Regions from separate parts of the Mus musculus genome. Here regions 1 and 2 are each linked to region 3. A link is a contact called in public ChIA-PET and promoter capture Hi-C data. All regions are on one chromosome and are shown on one strand. Each heading gives the region's core, a stretch centred on a gene start, on an enhancer-like site or on the middle of the called end of the contact. The rest is flanking DNA. Distances are from core to core; before and after follow the strand shown. Region 1 overlaps Ipmk (inositol polyphosphate multikinase). Region 2 overlaps Bicc1 (BicC family RNA binding protein 1). Region 3 holds the start of Tfam (transcription factor A, mitochondrial).

What was found. Promoter capture Hi-C pulls out the DNA fragments that hold promoters and counts their contacts. ChIA-PET counts read pairs in DNA pulled down with a chosen protein or histone mark.
Region 1: a contact with region 3 is called in an RNA polymerase II ChIA-PET map of memory CD8 T cells, with 31 read pairs. The contact joins the enhancer-like site here to the promoter of Tfam in region 3. A contact is called at or near these places in 4 of 39 promoter capture datasets (the C10 cell line, liver and pre-B cells), 4 of 484 Hi-C or Micro-C datasets (B cells, CD4 T cells and double positive thymocytes), 2 of 115 datasets of contacts at active chromatin or transcription factors (double positive thymocytes and memory CD8 T cells) and 3 of 9 other capture datasets (adipose tissue, liver and pancreatic islet).
Region 2: a contact with region 3 is called in a promoter capture Hi-C map of liver. The contact joins the enhancer-like site here to the promoter of Tfam in region 3. A contact is called at or near these places in 2 of 39 promoter capture datasets (3T3-L1-derived adipocytes and liver), 1 of 484 Hi-C or Micro-C datasets (liver), 2 of 115 datasets of contacts at active chromatin or transcription factors (embryonic stem cells and fibro-adipogenic progenitors) and 2 of 9 other capture datasets (adipose tissue and pancreatic islet).

What each region holds. Positions count from the first base shown.
Region 1 is chr10:71,368,390-71,371,089 of GRCm38.p6, reverse strand. All of the region lies in intron 3 of Ipmk (inositol polyphosphate multikinase), which reads right to left. Among named protein-coding and RNA genes, the nearest start is that of Ipmk, 22 kb to the right of the region's middle. Within about 2 kb of position 1,364, at least 64 of the 459 cell types and tissues checked have an H3K27ac peak or open chromatin away from gene starts, as enhancers often do. A contact at or near this core is called in liver, memory CD8 T cells, pancreatic islet and 1 more, where this site is marked.
Region 2 is chr10:71,057,284-71,059,983 of GRCm38.p6, reverse strand. All of the region lies in intron 2 of Bicc1 (BicC family RNA binding protein 1), which reads left to right. Among named protein-coding and RNA genes, the nearest start is that of Bicc1, 100 kb to the left of the region's middle. Within about 2 kb of position 1,258, at least 80 of the 459 cell types and tissues checked have an H3K27ac peak or open chromatin away from gene starts, as enhancers often do. A contact at or near this core is called in adipose tissue, fibro-adipogenic progenitors, liver and 1 more, where this site is marked.
Region 3 is chr10:71,236,657-71,239,356 of GRCm38.p6, reverse strand. Tfam (transcription factor A, mitochondrial) reads left to right here and starts at 1,313. Exons shown (of 7, transcript NM_009360.4): 1 at 1,313-1,517; 2 at 2,326-2,441. The coding sequence starts at 1,417.

The DNA of each region.
Region 1 (2,700 bases), core at 115-2,614, 130 kb before region 3:
TCCTGCTAAACATGGGTGTAGCTTTTCCTGTCCTTTTCCACTGCCCTGGGCACTGTGGACCCAGCCCACCCTGCGCTATAACAGACCAAGTCATTTCATCAACAAGTAGGGCCCAAACACAGACACAGTTTTTTTTTTTTTTTTTTTTTTTTTTTTGGTTTTTCGAGACAGGGTTTCTCTGTGTAGCCCTGGCTGTCCTGGAACTCACTTTGTAGACCAGGCTGGCCTCGAACTCAGAAATCCGCCTGCCTCTGCCTCCCGAGTGCCGAGCGTGGTGGCGCACGCCTTTAATCCCAAACACAGTTTTCCTTGTGTTTAGTTCCACTGGCCACATGTGTGCTTCTTTTACTCACTGGTTCTCATGTCTGTGATTGGAATTACATCACTGTTAGGTCGCTAGCCTTCAACATGAAAATGAGATGAGGTCTTCTGAGGATTGAGCAGGTGTTTCCTTTCTATTCCCTGGCTTCTGTTATACTCGTGCGCACGCACTCTGGTGTTTGGATGCGGCATCTTACTAGGATGGCCTTGAACTCACTGTCCTCCCCACTTCAGCCTTCCAAGTGCCAGGATTACAGGGTGAAACACCACGCAGCTAAGATTCTCATTTGTAGTTTCCCTTCTAAGTTGCAATCACTAAACGTCAAAACCTGCTTTACGGATGTAGAGTTCCAAGCCTCTATCTTAGCACCCAGGAGGCTGAGGCAGGAGGACTTCGGACTAAAGACCAATCTGGGCAACATGGTTATCAGGCCAGTCTGGGGTACATACACATCAAGAGCTTGTCCCAACACACACAAAAGAAAAGAAACACACGTGTACTCAGGAGAGAACTAGGCCTGGGTGTGGAGGGCTTAACAGAAGCCTTTGGAAGAGAGAAATAAGAAAGTGGGACACAAAGCCGGGCGTGGTGGCGCACGCCTTTAATCCCAGCACTCGGGAGGCAGAGGCAGGAGAATTTCTGAGCTCGAGGCCAGCCTGGTCTACAGAGTGAGTTCCAGGACAGCCAGGGCTACACAGAGAAACGCTGATTGGAAAAAAAAAAAAAAACAAATCAAATCAAATCAAATAAAAAGAAAGTGGGACACAGCCTGAGCACCAGTCTGTTACAGACTGACAGCTGTCATGTCTACAAGCCTGAACACGGATTCACTCTGAAGACCGTGACTAGCAGATTCTCTCAGTGATTTCAGTAGACTAAAGCTCAAGTCAAGGTAGCTCAGTCTTGAGACTCAGTTATGTAAAGATCACAGGCATTTCGCTACAGGACAATCTCCTGAAGTAACTCCAGACCAGTGACAAAAGATGTCTTCCCAGCCAGGCCCTCTGGGTCCAGAGTGGAGCAGTGTTTTTTCCTGTGTGTGATGCAACCATCAATGAACTGTGGACTGAATGGAAGGAGGAAGAGACTCCTGGTATATAGGAAGTACTGCTGTGGGCTGGTCTCCAGCCGAGACAGCCTGAGGTGTGGCATGGTGTAACTCATTTCCAGTGCTACCCACAGACCTCAGAAACGTTCCTGTTAAACAGGAACCCAACTCCCAATCAGAGCCATTGAAATGGGCAAACATCTGACAGACAGCTGCTTGTGACTTCTCTGTCTGGATCTGCACATGGCACAACATGTGAAAAGGAAGCGATCCTCTTGGTGGGCTAGGGGCATGTGCAGAAACATTCCTAAGTTCCAGTCTAGTTGCTAGTTCTGGTCCCAGCATGGCTCAGCTACAAACCCCTGACTTTTGTAAGATATCCCTATAACCTTATAATAAAATGTCCTTCTTGTTTAATTGTGTTTGTACAACTTATACCTACAAAATCTTAAACAAAATAATAGCACAAAGCAATTTTTACAAGCACAGCAAACTAAGTTCAAATGTCAACTCCAGCATGTTAGCTTGTGCCATCCTAGCAAGCCCTATACTTCAGTGGCATATACAGATCGGAGTAGTGGGCCTCAGCCTTCCTAACGCTGCGACCCTTTAATACTGTTCCTTATGTCATGCTGACCCCCAACCATAAAATTAATTTCATTGCTACTTCATAACTGTAATTTTGTTATTGTTATGAATCAAAATGTAAATATCTGTATTTTCTAATGGTCTTAGGTGACCCCTGTGAAAGGGTCATGTGACCCTCCCCAAACCCCAAAGGGATGGTGACCCACAGGTTGAGAACCGCTGAATCAGGGGCCCACCATGAAACAGAGGCATCATGGTCCACAGTGTTCAGGCTGTGTCAGTACAGCTCTGAGAGCACCTTACAAGACAAGGCACTGCTCTGAGGCACACGGGCAACAGCATGAGAGCCTTGCCTTCCAGAGCTGCTCATGAGGAACAGAAGTGACATTTTATTCAGCACAGAGCCTGGTGTCACTGAGCACGGGGATCGGCCTGGTTAAATACATTAACTATTACGTGAGCATGACAGACAGGTATTTAAACCCATGCGTGCAAGGTGAATTCCAACATCCAGAACGAAGACAAATACAGGCGGAGCCCCTGGAGCAAGCCCTGCCCCTTCCCAGTAAAACAAAAAACACAGCAAAACAAAAACAACCACAAAATAAAAGGGCACTATCACAACTCAGGCAGGCACTTGATAAGAGAGACTCTCCACCCTGTAGCTAATCCTGTGCCCACAGTTAAACATTAACAAGAACATCTATTTATTACACATTGATTTTTATCTCAGAGCTAAGAC
Region 2 (2,700 bases), core at 9-2,508, 180 kb after region 3:
TGTGTGTGTGTGTGTGTGTCTGTGTGTGTATGTGTCTGTGTGTGTATGTGGGTGTCTATGTGTGGGTGTGTGCACACAAATGCAGGTGCCTGCAGAGGCCAGAAGAAGGCACCAGATCCATTTGAACTGGAGTTACAGATCATTGTGAGCCACCTGACCTGGGTGCTGGGGACCAAACTTGAGGGCTTCTGTGAGATCCATCTCCACTTTTAACTGCTGAGCCATCTCTCCAGACCACACAGTTATTTTTAGATGTCAACTCTTTTTTTCTCTCTCGATTTTTAAGATTAATTTTTAAAGTGGATGTACAAAGAGATGGGTTTGGTTGTGATGTCTTCATATATGTGTGTATGTATGGACAAATGTATGTCAGTATAGCAGGCCCTCCTCCAGCCCCTGCTGCTTTTTTGCTGTCCCATCTCCCGCTTCTCTTTGTTAGTTCTTCCCTTCTGCTTCTTTGTGATATATCGAGGTCATTACCTTTCTCTCACTTCCTCCCTCTCACTTTAGATTTCATCTTCCCTCTCGTTATGCCCCTTCTATGTTCACGTCAAAAGCATGTGTATTTAAATTTAAGTGCAAGGAAGCATGCACCGTAAGGAAACAGATGGATCTGGAGATGATTATATTAAGTAGAATAAATGTCAATTCCTCACAGTGAGAATTCTCCAAGTATCATTAGGGTTTGTATTCTGAAGAGTGTCACTGTGGTGTTTGGACCGAAAGTTCACTCTCCTCTCTGCCACCCCCACCCTCATGCTCTTGGCTGCAGCCACTGCACCTCTGTCCACAGACGGGAGGCTAACAGCAAGCTTTCTTCTCCAGGAGGGAAGGGCACACACTTCGAACCTCGGCCGTTCCATTGGCAGGTGTTTATTTTTCCAGGATGACTGAACGTGCTTTCAGAAATTGCCAGGGGTTGCTAGGCAGACTTCAACAAACACAGAGGCCATCGCTGGCCTGCTGCCTGGCAGGTTTCTCAAGCCAAGTGGTTTTGTGACCCTGGCTTGAGAAGGCAGCGTGCCCTCTTTCTGTTTGAACCTGGAACCCCGTGATGCCTTTTGCCAGCTCTCCGGTGGGCATTCTGAGGCAGTTGTGAAGTTGAGGTTAGTTCCCCCAGGGGACCAGCTGACTGACTTTAAAGGAAGGGCATACTGTCATTGTTCAGGATTTCGGGCCGGTTCCCTTGGCCCTCTCAAAGGTGACGAGAAACTGTCTAGAGTAAACCTGTCTCTGAGTCAGCACTGGCTCTGTTCCCGTGTGCTGCCCTCCAGGGATCAGTGGCCTGTCCTGCTGAGCATTCCCTCAGTCTGTCTTCCTCTCTTGCCTGGCAAGGGGAAGAAGTCGTTAGACACCCCTGTGCAGACAGTGTTTACTGCAGTGAGCTTTCTCCATTAATTCAGAGCAATGCTTGAGATACTGGAGTAACACAGGGTTTTTTTTTTTTTTTTTTTTTTTTCTGGACTAGCGATTAGATGTAAGAATGGTGTATCTACAAGTCTGCCCGTTGTAGACTTTGACTGTCTGTGGGTCTGTCTGTTTTGGCTTCACTGCCACCAGAGCAACTTCTCTTGAGGATGGCACCACGCCATTTATTAACAAATACACACTATTCCTGAAGGCTGGCTGTTTAAAAGACAGCACCTTAAATGTGTTAGTCCCGCAGAGCGCAGCTTGCTGATAGACAGAATCTGCTGCCCACTCTCTCCAGGAGGCAACAAGAGTGTGACAGAGAAGGTCACCCTGATCTGTAAGAGGCGGGCAGGCCTACTACTCTCTGCATGCACGAGCTGGTGAACTCATTGCTCAGGTGTGGAGGCTGGAGGGAGTCCTTGGGCATGTTGGGCTCTATCTTTTGTAAACTTATCCCCAACCAGGACCTGGAGCTAGCCTGACAGCCAGAAAGCCCCTTACCTTCTAGTTTGTGCTACCCCACAGTGCTGGGTTATAGATGTGCATAGCCCTTTTCTTTTGCCTCCCTCCCTTCCTCCCTCCCTCCCTCTGCCCCTCTTTCCGCTCTGATCTAAAGGCCATCTACGCAGCCCCAGGCATACCCTTCATCTGGGTTGAGATTCTCCACAGTACAGCCTCAGAATTTTCTCTTTCCTGTTTCCTCCTGAGGAACGACTCTCGAAGCTCCTAGTGCGAAGGGCCTGTAGGGTTTCACAGCTGATGTTCCTTATCAGGGTCGTCACCATAGACACGAGGCTAGGACAAGAGCAGCAAAGATAGATTAGCTCTGTATGATCTTAGCATCCCTCACTCTTTTTATTTAGTCTCGTGTGTCTGGAACATTCTGATGGAGAACAGCACACAAGCTAGGCATGTTTCCCGAATGGAACTTCCCAGCAAGCGTGACAGAAGCAGTAGGGGGTAGGGGTGGAGGTGGGGTGGGGATTCCCATACAAGTGACGTGTGACATGTGGTGCTGAGCTTGGGTGGTACACTCCTGGGTTGGTTTGCTTGTAGACCTGGCTGTCCTGGAACTTGCTCTATAGACCAGGCTGGCTTTGAACTTGGATCTTACCCATCTTTGTCACTAGGCTGCTGGGATTAAAGGCATGTGCTATCGTGCCTGGTTCTTGGGTTTGTTTTTAAATCAAATACCTCAGTCTGTTTTAAGGATTTATATGCTGGTTTCAAAGGCAATGGGAAAACATTTCTTTTCGTGTGTTAATTTTTCTGTTTGGACAGACTCCT
Region 3 (2,700 bases), core at 64-2,563:
TGTAGGCAAGGATAACCCTGCACTTGTGGTCCTGCCTCAGCTTCCCAAGTTCTGGAACTAGAGGCTTAAGACACCATGCCTGCTCTATGTGAGGATCCTGGCTTATGGGGGGGATCTAAGCCAACGGCTTTCTGTGCATCCTGGCAGGCATCCCTACCAGTTAAGCCACATTCCCAGACCTTAAGCAACATATTTTAACAGATTGAAGCCCTTGACCATTTTTAGATCTTCCTAATCTTTTCCATGCCATTGAATTAAAAAAAAAAAAAAAACCAACCAAACAAACAAAAATTGAGTTTTTTGTAGGACACAAACTGTACACTACCTCAAGTCCATCCTGGTCCCACAATTTCAGTGGTTTGGCTGGCTAAGCTCATCTAGTCCACGTGATCTGCAAAGTGGGAAACAATATTCAGGGCTCTGGCATGCCCTGCTCAGGTATTAATATAAGAATATTTTTGCTATCGCTTCTCAGCCTTTTGGAGAAGATCAAGTGAAGAATATTCTTGCTTTGTTGCTATTATGAGGGCTAGTTGTTTGGGTTTTTGTTTTGAGGCAGGGTCTCATGTAGTTTTGAACTTGCTATGTAGCAGGGGATGAATTTGAATGCCTGCCTCCGCCTCCCAAGGGCTGGGATTACAGGCCTGCACCATCAAGCTGGGTTCAGTTTATTAATTTTTTTTTCGTGACACATTTCCTTTTGTGTACATGTTTGTGTGTGTGTGTATGTCAAAGTCAGAGGGCAACTTGTTTGAGTTGGTTCTCTCTTTTAATCATGTAGGTCTTGGGGATAGAACTCAGCTTGCCAGGCTCTGGGCCATCTTGGGAACCCTCATTCCTTTCTATTAATTGTTAAAGAGAAGATAAATAAGGCGATCCATTTCAAGACCACTCCTCCCTCTCTTCCACCCCTCCAGTAGCCTTGTGGGCTTTCCTGCGGACTCATGAAACATGCAGTTTGCTGTTGGGGCATCAGCAGTACCACGGATCTCTAACTTCAGTAGCCAGGCACTGTGACACAAGCCGCAGCACCAGCGTCACGAAGCTCAGTAGGCAGCCCAGGCCCATGGTCCAGCAACAGCACGCAGGCAGCCCAGGAGAACACATGGCAGGGGCCTGGGGGTAAGCCGCCGCTCAGCAACACCCACCTTAGACCAGGCCCACCCTCCCTAGCCTCAGGCTCCGCCCCCTCCTCGGCCCGGCCCCGCCCACTGAGCGGTGGGGGACGCACAGCACCTCCTGTCCTCCCCGCCTCCTGCCGCGGACCGGAAGTCCGGGCTTCCCACAGTACCCCGCGCGCGGCGGGCATGATAACAAGCCCCCGGAGTTCCCACGCTGGTAGTGTGGCAGTCCATAGGCACCGTATTGCGTGAGACGAACCGGACGGCGCCGGGCCATCATTCGTCGGCCCGAGCGATGGCGCTGTTCCGGGGAATGTGGAGCGTGCTAAAAGCACTGGGGCGCACGGGGGTCGAGATGTGCGCGGGCTGCGGGGGTCGCATCCCCTCGTCTATCAGGTAGGCCGCGGGCGAGGGACGCCGTTCGTTCAGGCGTCCGTCTGCCCTCGTCCCACCCTCGTCCTCCGGGCCGCCTGGGGTCTCGCGCCTTTTGGTACCCGACCCCACTTCCTGTCACCTTCTACCTTTCGGCGCCTAGGGCGCTCTCCTTCTGCCTTGGAGGCGGGCCCTGAAGTTGTGGCGCGGAACGCTCGCCCGGACGCTGCCAGGAGGTCACCCAGGATGCCACGACTTGTTTTAGCCCTGCAGGCCCCTCTTTGGTTTGGCTAGGTCACCCATGATGCTAGGACTTGCTTCACCCCTCTTTGGTTTGGCTAGGTCACCCAAACCTGCCCTGTTTGCAAGCCTCAGCCCTGCAACCTCTTTTATTTTTTTGCTTAGGGTAGGTTGTTAAAGTAAGTCGGTTATGGAGCTTATACAGCTGAAGCCCCTTGCGTTTAATTGAATTCTTAGCACAGCAGAGGGAAGGGAAATGCACTCAAAGGTTATTACGATTATATATTTTTTTGGTTGATTGGTTGACTTTTTTTTTTTTTTTAATTTAAAAGATTGGGTCTCTCTGCATAGCCCTGGCTGTCCTAGAACTCCTTTTGTAGACTAGGCTGTCATTGACTTAACAGAGATCCACCTGCTCTGCCACTAGAATGTTGGGATTAAAGGCCTGTGCCACAACTGCTGGGCTAGTTATTAGCATTTTAGGTGGAGGTGTTGGATGTACAGCACCTTGGCTGACTTTGTACTTAGAATCTGAGATCTGTGTATGACTGTTACACGTATCTGACATTCCGTTCTTTTTACTTGTGTGTAGTCTTGTCTGTATTCCGAAGTGTTTTTCCAGCATGGGTAGCTATCCAAAGAAACCTATGAGTTCATACCTTCGATTTTCCACAGAACAGCTACCCAAATTTAAAGCTAAACACCCAGGTAAGGAGTTTGGGGCTTATGATCTTCTCTGATATGATTTTTTTTTTAATTGCAATCTTTGATTTGCATTACCAGAGCATCTAGTACAGTCATTTTCTTTGGTAGTCTGTATAAGTTTTTTTTTAACTAATAGAAGTTCTTTAAATATAAATGAGAAAAATAGTTTTAAAATAAGATGTAGAGGGCAGGAGAGATGGCTCAGTGGATAAGAGCACTGACTCTTCCAGAGGTCCTGAGTTCAGTTCCCAGCAACCACATG